Linked DNA regions of Mus musculus: region 1 is linked to region 2. The links are chromatin contacts, called in public HiChIP or PLAC-seq maps. All regions are on one chromosome and are shown on one strand. Each heading gives the region's core, a stretch centred on a gene start, on an enhancer-like site or on the middle of the called end of the contact. The rest is flanking DNA. Distances are from core to core; before and after follow the strand shown. Region 1 overlaps Nfib (nuclear factor I/B). Region 2 overlaps Nfib (nuclear factor I/B).

What was found. HiChIP or PLAC-seq counts read pairs in DNA pulled down with a chosen protein or histone mark.
Region 1: a contact with region 2 is called in an H3K27ac HiChIP or PLAC-seq map of heart atrium, with 6 read pairs. The contact joins two enhancer-like sites. A contact is called at or near these places in 5 of 484 Hi-C or Micro-C datasets (cerebellar granule neurons, cerebellum, embryonic stem cells and 2 more) and 4 of 115 datasets of contacts at active chromatin or transcription factors (embryonic stem cells, forebrain, heart atrium and 1 more).

What each region holds. Positions count from the first base shown.
Region 1 is chr4:82,479,704-82,486,654 of GRCm38.p6, reverse strand. All of the region lies in intron 2 of Nfib (nuclear factor I/B), which reads left to right. It also overlaps 2310067E19Rik. Among named protein-coding and RNA genes, the nearest start is that of Nfib, 23 kb to the left of the region's middle. Within about 2 kb of position 3,179, at least 22 of the 459 cell types and tissues checked have an H3K27ac peak or open chromatin away from gene starts, as enhancers often do. A contact at or near this core is called in heart atrium, where this site is marked.
Region 2 is chr4:82,328,940-82,336,072 of GRCm38.p6, reverse strand. Nfib (nuclear factor I/B) reads left to right here. Exons shown (of 12, transcript NM_001113209.2): 7 at 5,647-5,781. Among named protein-coding and RNA genes, the nearest start is that of Nfib, 170 kb to the left of the region's middle. Within about 2 kb of position 2,547, at least 4 of the 459 cell types and tissues checked have an H3K27ac peak or open chromatin away from gene starts, as enhancers often do. A contact at or near this core is called in heart atrium, where this site is marked.

The DNA of each region.
Region 1 (6,951 bases), core at 1,930-4,429, 150 kb before region 2:
TGCTTACGTGGATTGTTTTGATTCTATTGCCGGCTGACTCTTCAAGTCAGCCTTCCTACTCCTCCTTTTTGTGGCTTTCCGAAAATTAATTAAATGACCTCTAGAGGGAAGAACTTAGTATTTATTGCTTAGAGCAATTTCACTTTTACTAAGAGCAACTGGAAGTCAAAGGAGAAATGGTTAAAACATTGGCTTCTCCCCACCATGAGGGATCAGCGTTTGACTTAGGTGACTCTGGTTCGTTGGCTCCCCATGGGCGTGGAGCTAAATTGGTATGCCAGATTCCTGGGCAACGGGATGATCCTGCTCTCTGTGGCCAGTGGACTGTTCCTCTCACTCACTTTGCAGAGCAGTTTGGAAACTGTGGAGATTAAGAGGGAAGTATCTTAAATTATATGTTAGGCTGATGGTATGTGCAGAAGAAACATATTCCTACATGAAGGGCTTGACCATGGTGTTTATCATAGACCTAATGGCTCTAGTCAGGGCTCAGAAGGAGAAGTTGTTCCACACTTGTCTAGTAGTTAAAGGGTAACTAGGGTGTGCACATCAGAACATTGATCGGCTTGCTTGGATTCTGGTCCAGAAGTGCTAATGATCTGTGCTGTGCCTTTTCTTTTTGAGAAGAGACTGGCATTCAGTTGCTGTTCACAGGATACAGAGAGATCTATAAAAGTGAGTTCCTAGAACACAGTGTATCCTCAAGTTTTCAACACTCAAATCGGATTGCTGCTGATAACATTTGTAACATTTGTTACTGTGTCTTCCCAATGCTCTTGAAGAGCTTTGTGTACACTTCTAATAGAAGTTAATGAGATGCTACAATGAGAACATCCACATGGATCCTAAACACTGGCTGTGTTCTGTAGCTTCTCAGAGTTGCTGCAGTGTCTCTTTTATTCCTACCACGTCAAGCATCATGTTGCAGGGTATGACCTGTAGTTATCATGTGCAATTTTGGTTCCATTTATAGTCTCCAAATAAGGGAAAAGCAGCTTATAGTAATATGAGGATCACTGGTCTTACAATAATTAAATAGACTTGTTATACGGCATTAATCCCGTTTGGAACAGTTGGAATGACTTCTCAGTACTAACAAACACAGCATTAGGGCTCACAGTTAATCTGCTTTTTGTATCCAACATTCGTATAATATAAAACATGTGTATGGAGAAACATATTTTAGATTTAAGATGAGTTCATGGGAGGACAAAATGAAATTGTATTAGATTCTAGCAATATGAACACAGTTCCAAATACTGATAAAATCTGGAATTCATTTAGAATGAGAGTAGGTAGAAAAATATTTTTAGCAACTTGCAAGTTTTCTTTGCTGAATACCGTGTTTGTATTCTTAGAATTGGATTTTTTTTTGCTGAGATCCATGTGTGGTAGATGTATGAGACATACATGTAATGTGAACAGAAACCTTTATGCAGCTATTGATGCCTTGTAAGTTGTGGTTATGGTATCTGTCATTGGTACAACCTCTGGTCTGTCCTTGAGAGCTGAAGCAGACTCAGTTTTAAAGTCTGGTCCGATCTGCTTCTGTAGGTCATGGGAATGGTGCTAGTGAAAGATTTATCTTTCATTCACTGTTCAAAGAACATCATTACGGTTTTGTTGAAAGGGCTCCTGGGTTAGGATTATGTTTATGTCTCCTGTGGTACAAGCCCCATGAGGCAGGGTTTTCTCATCAGTGTAGACTTCCTTACTGTCCTTGAATGTTCCACACTTGGGATGTGAGTTCATCTTTGGTGCTCTAGTTCCAGGAAACGAATCTCAGGAAGGATGAAGTATTGGTCCATCATAGGACAGATTGCATCGCCTGTGCAGAGGAGTGTGGAAAATCCTGTGATTACTGAGTGGGGTACAGCCATTTTATGTCACGTGCCTGGGACCAGCTACCACATTGTCAGGGAAAAACACGATGTAGCAACAGTATTAGATCATGCAAATGAGACTACTGAATAGTAATAGTTATGGGCAATATTTTGGAAAACACTGATTAGTGACAGTTTTATTACAGCAAATGTATGTATCAAGTCCCCAGATTTCATTGTAACGCACTGAAAACAGATGTCAAAGTGTCCCAAACAGAATTTCATGGTTAATCTACATATTGCATGGAAAGTGCAAACAAACCATTTAGAATTCTGTTATTTAATCCTTTTAGAAGGAACGAAAATAGACAATTTAGGTTTTCTTCCTTCTTTCTTTTAATTTCAGTTTTTGTTTTCTAGGGACTGAGGATAAATTATTTTTCTGTTTGTTTTTTTTTTAAAGATGCATATGGGAGGAGATATGTTTGCCTATGGATGTGATTTTACGTAGTGTACTTTAAACTGTAACTTTCTGAGCATAAGGTCTTTGTACTATAGAAAGGAAAAATTAGGTGCTAAATTATTTAGTGACCTGGCAGTGGAATTACTTTCTTGTATTTCTTTGTTTACTGGCAGATTTCATTCTGGGCCACACAACGATGCAGCTGAAATGAAAGAGAAAGCAGTTAGTGACTACTTCTGTCATGTCTCTGGGGGACTTTGTCTCTCAGGGACTCAGTTTCTAGAGGACTTCTCTAAGACCTCTTAACTCTGGCATCTTAGGAATTTGGCCTCTGGTTAGTTTGGCCAAGGGGCAGGGCAGTCTCCACCATGATAACCAGCTCTGAAAGAGTTGATACCCTTGCTAAATTGGAGTTTTAATATGTTTTATTTATTATTGAGTATTATGTAACATTTCTATGTGGTTAATTCAAAGTCCAATAAGCAGATGGTTTAGGTCGGTCTATACTTAAAAATAAAAAAAAGGTTACTCTTGGAGTAGCCTTTATTTGGTAGGATTTTAGTGCAGAGGGGCGGGGTGTGTGTGTGTGGGGAGGTCTCAAGAGATTACAGTTCGGAATATTGTGCTTAAGAGACCCAAGCCTCTTTGGTTGTTTATGTTAGTCTGACTGCTACAGAGGCAGAATAAGCATAGCTAATAAGAAGTATGAGTTTATGAAAACACCAGCCACACTTTTTAAAAGAAGCACAGACAAAAGTCACAACACATCGACTGTTCTCATTTTCACTTTCGTGAAATAAATTGACTCAAGGGTCTTCTGTTTTCTCTCTGCTGTCTCTTCTTAGGAAGTGCTGTAAGGAAGTCAGGCCGCAGCCATGTTTTTCAGGGGAAGCTGCCTTTCCATTCTCAGTGGTTGGCAAACACTCCCTTAAAGTTACAGACAGCTAGCTAATATCACGGAGATGCTAACAGTCGGGAAACAGAAAAGAATCTACTAAAAATGCATCGTTAAGGTTAAGCTTCCAGCAAGATATGACTTGATGTATTTGGATAAGTGTTTGAAATTGGTTTAAGAAAAAAAAGTAAGTTGAGAGTTTCATATTTTAAGAAAAACAGGAGCTGTCTTGAGGAGTTGGTGTGCAGGTTGCTTCTGAATCCCGGCGACTTTCAGATTAGTTTGATAATTACTCTCTCCATTCCCTCTGGGCCATGTACATCTTTTATCTCAGTTATATATTTTTTTTAAAGTTTAAGACAAACATAATATAACTGCTCTTATCTAAGAAATGCTTCTAAGGCTTCTGTCTCAGTTCAGTTTTTAGAAAACGAAACACTAGGTTCAATGTCAAAGGACCCTTCAATGGATATTTTAAGGTAAGAGTCTTTTTTAGTATGGGAAAGATGGCTCTTGAGTTCACGTTTCACATGTTATCTTGTCCCCTGGAGTATGGCGAACACTGGACTGAAGAGGAGGCAGGCATGGTTAAAAAAAATTAAATACATGTTAAATACACATTCTTCCAAAAAGTTCATTTCTAGCTTGATGGTCATGAAACAAGTTTTAAGGTATGTTTCTCAGGCACAGTTGTAGATAGATAAATGCATGAATAAAGTTGGATAAGAGTGTAAGGCAAAGCCATGGCCATGATGTGGGAGTGTCCCAGGAAGCAACGGCATTTATTTAACGAGCAAATGCATGTAAATGTAGACTGTGTATAGAATAACAGGAGAATTACATGTGGTTATTGAAGTGGTGAAAGGGAGAACCTTCAAATTGGGTAAATTGTATACCGGGATTTGCTGTCTTTATTTTCTTCTATCTATTGATTGGTCAGTGTTTCAAACTGTCATTCTACGTATACATACTATAAGTTTTCAGAATGAGCAAAATGAAACCAAATGGTGTGCCCATGCCAGTCACTGAGCGTATTCTTGATCATGCCATGGGTCTGAATGATGGTTTTATTGTTCACCATGTGGTTGGGTCCATTAGTTTTATTTGCTAAGCTTTGGTTTTCTGAGCTCTGGAGTGGTATTGCTGGTCTACTCAGCAGTTCTGAGATCAAATCAGAAAATGCCTGTAAAGTGCTTAGCACCACGCCTCTCACACTGCAGGTGCTTGATAAGGCATAAGGCATTTACCTTCAGCTGGGTATAGTGCAAACCCAGCTCTCAGGAGGCTGAGACAGGTGGCTGTCTGTGAGTTCCAGCAAGCCAGGGCTACAGAGTGAAACTATCTTAAAAAACAAACAAGCCAACAAACAGACAAAGAGACAACTCATCCCAAATCTAAAATCATTACCAGTATACTCTGATACTAACCAGCTCACACAATGTGGACATATAGTAGCTCTTCAATATTTATTCTATAGGAGAGTGCTCCCGACCTTTCTCTGAGGAGCCTAGAAGATGAAGTGTCCCCTTCGCGGGGGGTAGAATATTAATTTGAGGACAGTTAATAAAGTGAGAAGAAAAAACTCTGAAGTTCGCAGTTTTTCAAATATTGTAATTATGGCGAGAATTCTGGCAGATAGTATGGTTGCTGTGTGATTTCTGAAGACTTCATCCCTCCTGTGCATGGCAGAGAACTACAAAAGGTTACCATCCTCATGCCAGCATCTGTAGGTAACTTACAAGCATAGCCTTCCCTAGGAGCATAAAGACATGCTGGATACCAGTAACATTTCTTATTAGAATCCAATATACATAGCTATTACTCATTATTCCTAAATCCCTTTAATTTAGGTTATAAGAAAATTGCTGACATAAAAGGATTTGGAAACAACACTGAACATACCCATTGTTACCTAACAGCAAGTACTTGGGACAATGGTATTTATTTACATCAGAAACAAGACTTTATGTGTTCATACACTTTACTAATGATATGCACATATATAGTGCTTACATATCTATTTACAATATGTATTCCCTTTTTATCCTATTAGTTTTAATCCTAGTTCCCCAAATCAGCTGAGAAGAAATATTTCAATATTGTATATAAGTTTATTCTCTGGAGAAGAATTTGACTGTTTTGTCTTTTTAAATGTTAAAATTATTTGATTGATTATATAATTTTAAGTGCCTGAAATATTGTGGTACTAGAATCTTTGCCTCAATATTCACTTCATAGAAATCTTGCCTTGTTACTCATTTAATGGTTGGTAGCTTTTCTAAAGTATGTATTATGTGTGTGTATACATTCTCCTATTAAATATGATTTTTTTCACATACAGAGCTAATGAGGTAAGCATTTATGAAACTATTAGGGTATATCTATCTATCTATCTGAATCATCTGGTGTAAATATACAAAGTGGTTGAGAGCACACTCACAGGAGAGTAATACTGTACCTGTTACAGTTTTAGTATTTTAAGGAGGATTATGACTTTGCTCGAGTAATTTGCAAGTAGAAGAGAAAAGATCATGGTCGCTTGTACTGTCGATGAGCAGCAGAAAGCTCCTGGCGGTGGAGCAGGCATAGCTACCTAACTGTCTCAGCCTCTCCTAAATATAGCTAGCGGTGCTGAGCTTGCTGGGAGGAGACCCTGAGGGACTGTAATGGAAAGGTCATAGAGAAGGTGAGTCTTAGGCAGTGTTTTCTCAGGGGCTTTGTGACAAAACAAAACAAAAGGGAAGATTACCAGGAGTCTACATGTGTGCCTTGCCCTCCCTCGCCAACGCCGTGCTCTGCACTGAGTACGTATGTGTTGGACAAACTGGATCTTTTGGTAAAAAATTGTTAAAAGAATTTAATATGATGTTTTAACACAGAAGCTACAATGCACAGGAATAAATGTCCTTGATTAATTAATTTCACTTTTTTGTTGCTATATAGTACCATTAAATTCTAATTTGGAAAGGATTCTTAGACACCTTGCCTCTTAGAATTTAGTGAGCGTTTTTTAATGTTTTTTTTTTTGTTAATTTTTTTAATTCATCGTAATATTTTAATTGCTTATAATCCTGAGTGAAAAATGTCAGTCTTATGTATCAATAATTTATTTAAACATATTTTACGATTGACCACATAATTCTGTAAGCAATATAGGGAGATTATTCTACAAACATGTTTCTAAAATTCACTCTTAAAGTTAGTTGAATTCAGTTTTTGGTCGTCATTATATTTAAAAAGTCAAGTTTGGATCTCCAGATGAGTAGAGAAAATAAGAGTTTTGGTCTGGTGAGCTGTGTCTTGTTGTCAGACTAAAATGTAGTATGATATAAATCCATACTTTGGTTGCTAAAGGCAGTAGTTTATTAGAGCTCCATGACCTAAACAAAATGAAGCACCTTTCTTTATTGAATTTTTCTAATAGAATTTATTTCCTGCAAATGATTCTACTCCAGAATATAGTGTTTCTTCCTAGGTAATTACAAAATAAAATAAAATAAAATAAAAAATACAGGGAACCATGGCAGGCCTTGGACTACAGCCTGCTTTCAGTTCATAGTCACAAGAGGTAAGACCTGAAGATACAGCAGAGGCAGGCTTGGCAGTCCACACCTTTAATCTCAGCACACAGGACACAGAGACAGGCATATCTCTGTGAGTTCAAGGCTAGCCTGGTCATTGTAGTGAGTTCCAGGAAAATAATTGCAACATAGTGAGATTCTGTCTCAACCCCCCACTCCCCAAAATAAAACATAAGGCTTTATCGCCCT
Region 2 (7,133 bases), core at 1,298-3,797:
TTTTATTTGAATTCTATATTTTTACTACATTCATCCCTAATTAATATGATCTTCCGTAAATATATATATATATGTGTGTGTGTGTGTGTGTGTGTATTACATATACATATATGTCCACAAATATACATCATATATAATATTATATATATATATATAATGTGTGTATATATGTATATATATGATGGAACAGATAAAAATTAGTCATCAAGTAATATAAGATTTGGGTGTAAGATTACTAATGAAATCTCGGCCTCAGAATTTCTTACGATTTTTTTATTGGTTGGGCTTGTGTGTATGTGTGCAAACCTTGGCCTGCATATGGTAGCCAGAGGAAAGCTTACAGCAGCCAACTCTCTCCTATTATGTGAGTTCTGGGGTTGAGATTCAGATCACCAGGCTTGATATGAATGCCAGTGCCTGCTGAGCCATTGTGCTGGCTGAAAGCCTCAAACTTTTCCCCAAGGGGGATTACGGTTTGCCTAAGTGTGTTAAGGTGGACAGGGTGTTGTGTGAGTAGAATGGGAGAGAAGGAATGTAACTTAATAAGTGGCAAAAATGTCACACACCGAGAGTGAGAGAGGGCAGGTAGCACATTCCTTCCACCCCCAAGTTCACTGTGAACTTTCCTAATGCTCATTAAGGCTAGGGCTATAGCTGGTGGCAGGTACACTTGTATGTGCATGGAGTCCAAGCTCTTAAAACATTGAGGAAGAAGGATTCTGAGTTCAAGACCAGCCAGGACTTACATACATACACACAAACATACATAATACATATACTCACATATATATGTGTACACACACACACGTAAAAATATATAATCTAGGAAAAATAAACAGAAAGTTCGTCAAAGTTTGGGACAGTTTTCTTTTTTCTTTTTTTTTTTAAATTAGGTATTTTTCTCATTTACATTTCCAATGCTATCCCAAAAGTCCCCCATACCCTCCCCCCCACTCACCTCCCCCACCACTCCCACTTTTTGGCCCTGGCATTCCCCTGTACTGGGGCATATAAAGTTTGCAAGTCCAATGGGCCTCTCTTTCCAGTGATGGCTGACTAGGTCATCTTTTGATACATATGCAGCTAGAGTCAAGAGCTCCGGGGTAACTCCGGGGTTAGTTCATAATGTTGTTCCACCTATAGGGTTGCAGATCCCTTTAGCTCCTTGGGTACTTTCTCTAGCTCCTCCATTGGGGCTTGATCCATCCAATAGCTGACTGTGAGCATCCACATATGTGTTTGCTAGGTCCCGGCGTAGTCTCACAAGAGACAGCTATATCAGGATCCTTTCAGCAAAATCTTGCTAGTGTATGCAATGGTGTCAACGTTTGGAGGCTGATTATGGGATGGATCCCTGGATATGGCAGTCTCTAGATGGTCCATCCTTTTGTCTCAGCTCCAAACTTTGTCTCTATAACTCCTTCCATGGGTGTTTTATTCCCAATTCTAAGAAGGCGCAAAGTGTCCACACTTTGGTCTTCATTCTTCTTGAGTTTCATGTGTTTTGCAAATTGTAACTTATATCTTGGGTATTCTAAGTTTCTGGGCTAATATCCACTTATCAATGTGTACATATCATTTGAGTTCTTTTGTGATTGGGTTACCTCACTCAGGATAATGCCCTCCAGCGGGACAGTTTTCTAAGGTGAGGTCATTTCCTTTGTAAATGAGGTATTCCTAAATCAGACTTCTACCTTGTCAGGCCTTCCTGGCTTTTGCTTCTTTCTCACCAGTTGTGAGCTCTTTCTGCTCTCTTCTTGCAGAAGCACCAGCTACCTCTGTCTCTTTCTCTTCGGTGGCATTATCTTATGCATTATTCAACTTACCCTTTATTATGTATGTATTATCATTCAACTTATTATATATTTATACATTATCCAGCTTTGTTATTCAACTAATTTTCAATTTAATCTTTTTATGTATTATTCTTCCTTCTTGGGGAACAGTAGGTTGCAAAAAGCACAGCATTTGTTTTTCTAGACAGAAAGGCCACTGAAAGACATCTCTCCCATATTTCCAGTCCTGGAACACTCTTTATATAGTATATGAGTGCATTAAAAATAGAAATGATATCATTCTTGGGTTGAACGCCTAATAGACCACAGAATTTCAAAACAAAATAAAACCAAAACAATTCAAGTTTTATACATAGTTAAAATGCAATGTCTAGAGACCCAGCTCTGAGGTCCCAGCATAAATGGCCTTTTACCCTGCCTCCCCCCAGTCGACTGATGTATTGTCCTTTGAGAGAAATTCACTTTTTGCCTCTGAGTGTTCAGCATAGTGCTGCTTCCATCCCACATAGCAGTATTTCTTTATTGATTAATGAGCCCAGAATTAATTTAACTTAATGGGAAGACAAAGAAATGAAACTAAACTCTAGCACTCTCCTGCTTTGTCGAATGTCAATGCTTCTGCTTGTCCTGGTGCTCCTTCTCAGTCTTGTTCCTATTCTGAGTTATTTTTGTTGTTAAGCAGGAGATAGCTTGTAGTCCTTTTCACCTTGTGGATAGCCACTGTCGCTCTGCTTCTGCTATGTCTCCTTTGTAATCCTCTGTGCTCTGCACATGGAAATACTGCTATTATTAGGCCCATGTCTACAAGAGCCATGTCTACATGGCTCCCTTAAAGTGTAGACTTCTAACAACCGCTTACAAAAGCTAAGGGTATCATTTTGGCCAAGAAAAGTTTTAAATCATTAAGTTAAAAATGACAAAGTCACTCACCATCTTACATTTTTATAGTAATAATACTTGACTTGTCCCGGTATGAAAGGACACTCATCTGAGCTTGTCTGGTTGCTGTGGTAGTTCGGAGGCTCTTCTTGTTCTTTGCAAGTGGTAGAGCCAGAATGGCTCCCTTCTGTTTCTGAATACACAGAGAGCTCTCCCTTTACATGATGTGTGCTGTGCTCTATCACCCACTCCAGGAAGACTTGGAAAACTGACTTGTACAGCTTCGGTTCTTTTAAATTAACCTGTAGGCAGAGGTAAACATAAGAGTCAATATTAAGTTACTGCCTTTTTTAAACCATCTGTCACTAAAAATTTGAAATGGAGAAGCTGAGGGTTTAAGAGCACTGGCTGCTTTTGCAGAGTCCCTGGATTCGGTTTCCAGGACTCAGGGGGCGCTCCTTAACCTTTGTAACTCTAGTTTCAGGGATCCAGTCTGTTCTCCTAACCTGCACAGTTCACATCGTACAGGCAGCACTTACATAAACTCAGACAAAATACTCACACATTTAAAAGAGTCCATCTTTTTAAAGAGTTTAGAACACTTTAGGGCAAAAAAATGCACTTTGTTATCTATCATAAGGAATGAAATAGAGCGTCCTCTTCTAACAATTTGTGTATCTAACTTCTGCTTTGAGTAGGTCAAACCCAATATTGAATCATTCCTTTTAAGGTCACATCGTTCTTGGGGAAATCTCAGTATTGTCTTTACTATTTTGAAGATAACAGCCAAAATAAACTTCCTTTCTCTCTCTATTTTTTTTAATTAGGTATTTTCCTCATTTACATTTCCAATGCTATCCCAAAGTCCCCCATAAACCTTGCTTTTACACCCCTTAGTAGCCGCCTTAATTGTTGTGGCTCCATGAACCACTTTCTTTTCTTTTTGTCCTTTGGAGAACTATATTAAAAACCTGAAGTCTAATAGATTAGTGGCCACCCATTAGTCAGAAGCATAGCGTCTGCCTTTCTGCAGACTGGTACTGCCTTAAGTGCCAGCACGCTCAGAACACATACTCAGTTTTATTGGATGCCTCTTCCAGAACTCAGACAATTTTTTCCAATGGTAAAATACAAATGGCAACTAGTCTCTCACATCTATAACACTGGGAGGTCTTCTTCTTATTTCAGAACATTGTGAATAAATAATTCTGGTCATTTTTTTAAAAAAATGTAGTGTTGTAGTTGTAGTGGTTTTCTTTTAACCCTCTTCTTCTAAACCTGTACACAGAAATAGTCAGAGGTGAAGTCAGATGGTAGTGCATGTACTTCAAAAGTGATGCAGGGAGCAGATGAGGAGGTGAGACTCTTGATGATGGCTGAGGCTGTCTACTGAATACAAGAAGGCCATTGTTATGATGGCTACTGTGCACACATTTAAAATTCTTGATGATAAAATTCAAATTTTATAGGTCGTGTCATTGTTAGAGCTCCTTAATATAAATTTATAAGCCTCCATAAAAATGAGCATTAGTTAAGATGTTAGCTCCTGAGTTATCTCCCTTCTATTGGTGCTTGTTGGATACCCTGGTGAGATATGCTGTGTGATGCAATCCCAGAATAGCCTGGGTTGAGCCGGGCTTTCTCAGCAGTCCGCTTTGATTTACCTGCATTAATTCTACTTGCTTATCCAATGTGTGGGTGCTCTCCCCATTTTTGTTTCAACCTCTCATCTTCTATATTTTGGGAGTGTTAAGTACTTATGGAATGGGTGAATGCAACCATGCGTACTTCTCATGGCGTGGTCAGCAGCATCTTATAATTCCTTTTTACTTTACATTGCCTCACTCTATAGAAGCAGAGAGGCAATCCAGTTCACGGTTGTATCCCCAGAAACTGATGGCGTTTCTGGCATGAATTAGGCCTCTAATCCATATTTGTGAAATGAATATATTAATCACAAATCATGTTTCTTTTTTCAATGGGCCTCCATAATGAGTCTATTATAGATATTCTAACTATATCACACAGTTTCTGGGAGATATGTTCTATCTAAACAGTCTATTTATAATATGTTACCCCTCTATAAGATTCAGACATGAGAGCTTGTAATCAGTCTATGTTCGTATGTGTCTTTCCCAATGATTATCCCCCTCGGTATAGGTCCCTTGGACTACTCAGGAATATCATGTTGTCCTACCACGTCTGAATACCTTTTTCTCTAGACCTGTGATCCCTATGTACATTTTGGAATTGGCACATGGAGGCTTCCATCCTTAACCTGAGGCAGAGGAGGACAATACTCGGCACCAGAGGCTGGGAATATAACAGCCAATGCCACAGTGCCTCTGTTCTCAGCCCACACACTTCCTCTCCACTGGTGACAACTGTTTCCACTCCATTTTCCTCTTCACTAACAGCAAATGTCCCTAAGTCAGAAACTGCCTTTTATTTGTCTTAACATCCATATTTATCTGGAAAATAGAGGAACCTGGTAAACATTTGTAGAAGGAGCAAGTTGAGAATGTATTCCCTTTGTTTTTGCTAAACAAGTCAAAATGTTCTTTGTAAAAGATGTTAAGCTGGGTATTGTTTCTCACACATCAGTGCCTGGTTACCCCCCTTGCCATTGTCATAACATAGTCATCAGTTCAAATAATAGCCCCCAAATCCTTAAAGTCAAAGCTGCCCACACTGGGCCACAGAAGACCTTCAAGCCTGCAGCATATGGATTCTCAGATCCTCAGAGTTTCTTTGACGGCACTTTAGGTTAGCTTTAGCAAAGAATGTTTCTAAAAGACATTTTCCAGCTCTAGCCTGCCTGGGTCTTTGACCTTGTGTATAGATTTCTCTAAACGGGTGAGGGCGAAAGAATCCAACAGTATTAAGAAATGTGATGTGTTATCATGACATGGCACTCCTTGCTTAAATGAAGAAGGCCAGGCAGATTGAATGTGTCACTTTCTCCTTACAGATATGTCTTCTCCAACTACAATGAAGAAGCCTGAGAAGCCACTGTTTAGCTCTACATCTCCACAGGATTCTTCCCCAAGATTGAGCACTTTCCCCCAGCACCATCATCCCGGAATACCTGGAGTCGCGCACAGTGGTGAGGAGTTTGAAGCAGAGAGGAAAGGCCTCTTGACCACACACCAAACACTTAAGGGTGGAGGGGAAGTTTATTGTCGTTGCTATGGTGACAATATCCTCTCCACCCAAAAGACAGGGTTGCTAATGGACAAAATATTTTTCTTACCAGTTTAGGAGAAAATATTTAAGATTATATAATTTAACAATGTGGCCAAGGACTGATAAATTCTAGTATGGTCAGTGATGCAGGAATGATGCCTGAAACAGAGGGGGACCCATATATATCTGTGAAATTATTGGGATATTATTCTGGAAACCTTAGGAAATCAATTATAAGTATTTTGGCAAAAATGTTATACAATTGGAATGGTATTTAAAAGAAGTCATTGGTCTAGAACTAAAAACAGAACTGGAAGGAGCCAGAGACTGGAGGAAGAAAGACAAGAAGAATTTGCAGCGATGAAAGCAAAAGATGCACATACATGTTTTCTTTCAAAATGAAGGGAGACACTTCTGTTGTGTATCTTGGGTTTCTGTCCTTTTCAAAAGATCAGAATAACCTTTATTAGTAAGACAGCCATTTTTACTTTCATTTTTAAATATAAAATTCTATCTGCTTCTATCAGGCCCACGACAGTTCCTGAACTATCCAAAGATTTGAATTTTGAATTGTGCCAGTTCTTAGAAAGAGTTTTTGCTTTTGTTTTTGTTTTGTTTTGTTTTCAGAATTGCCCAGACTAATTATTTCTTAAGCCCAGAAGCCAAAATGGAGCCACCTGTATAGTTCACAGGGGTTTATGTACACATGTTAACAAAATCTATAATTAAACTGAGCGGAGATTAAGATTACTTATGACTGTGGGTGTAGTTTGTTGGTAGAAAGCGTGCTTGAGGACCTAGCATGGGATTCAAGGAAAACAAAACAAAACAAAACAAAACAAAACATGAGACAATAAGAAAAAAGATGCTCAACTTTTTGACAAACATTTGCATTTCCTTAAATTATACTTCAAGTGGGTGTGCATCTTAAAGAAACACTTAAGTAGAACTTGTGTTTTTAAGAAGTGTTTGGTTCTTCTCCACAGTGCATCTGGTAGAAGGATGACACAGAGAGAACGTTTCAACCGTGTATTCTGTTGCCATTCTTCTGCAAGTCCTAAGGACCAGTATGCTAGATCTGACAAACTAAATTTGTGGTTCTGCACTGTGCACTCCTAAATTTTTATATCCTGAGTGTTTTCTTTGAGGGATGTTGTCAGTGTCTCTTAAAGCTTTCTCCCTCTCCCTTCTTCTTTTTCACGTAACCACTAGGTTGAAGATGATGATTATAGACACTCTTCGTTTGTAGTCATTAAAAGAACTTAGTTTTCA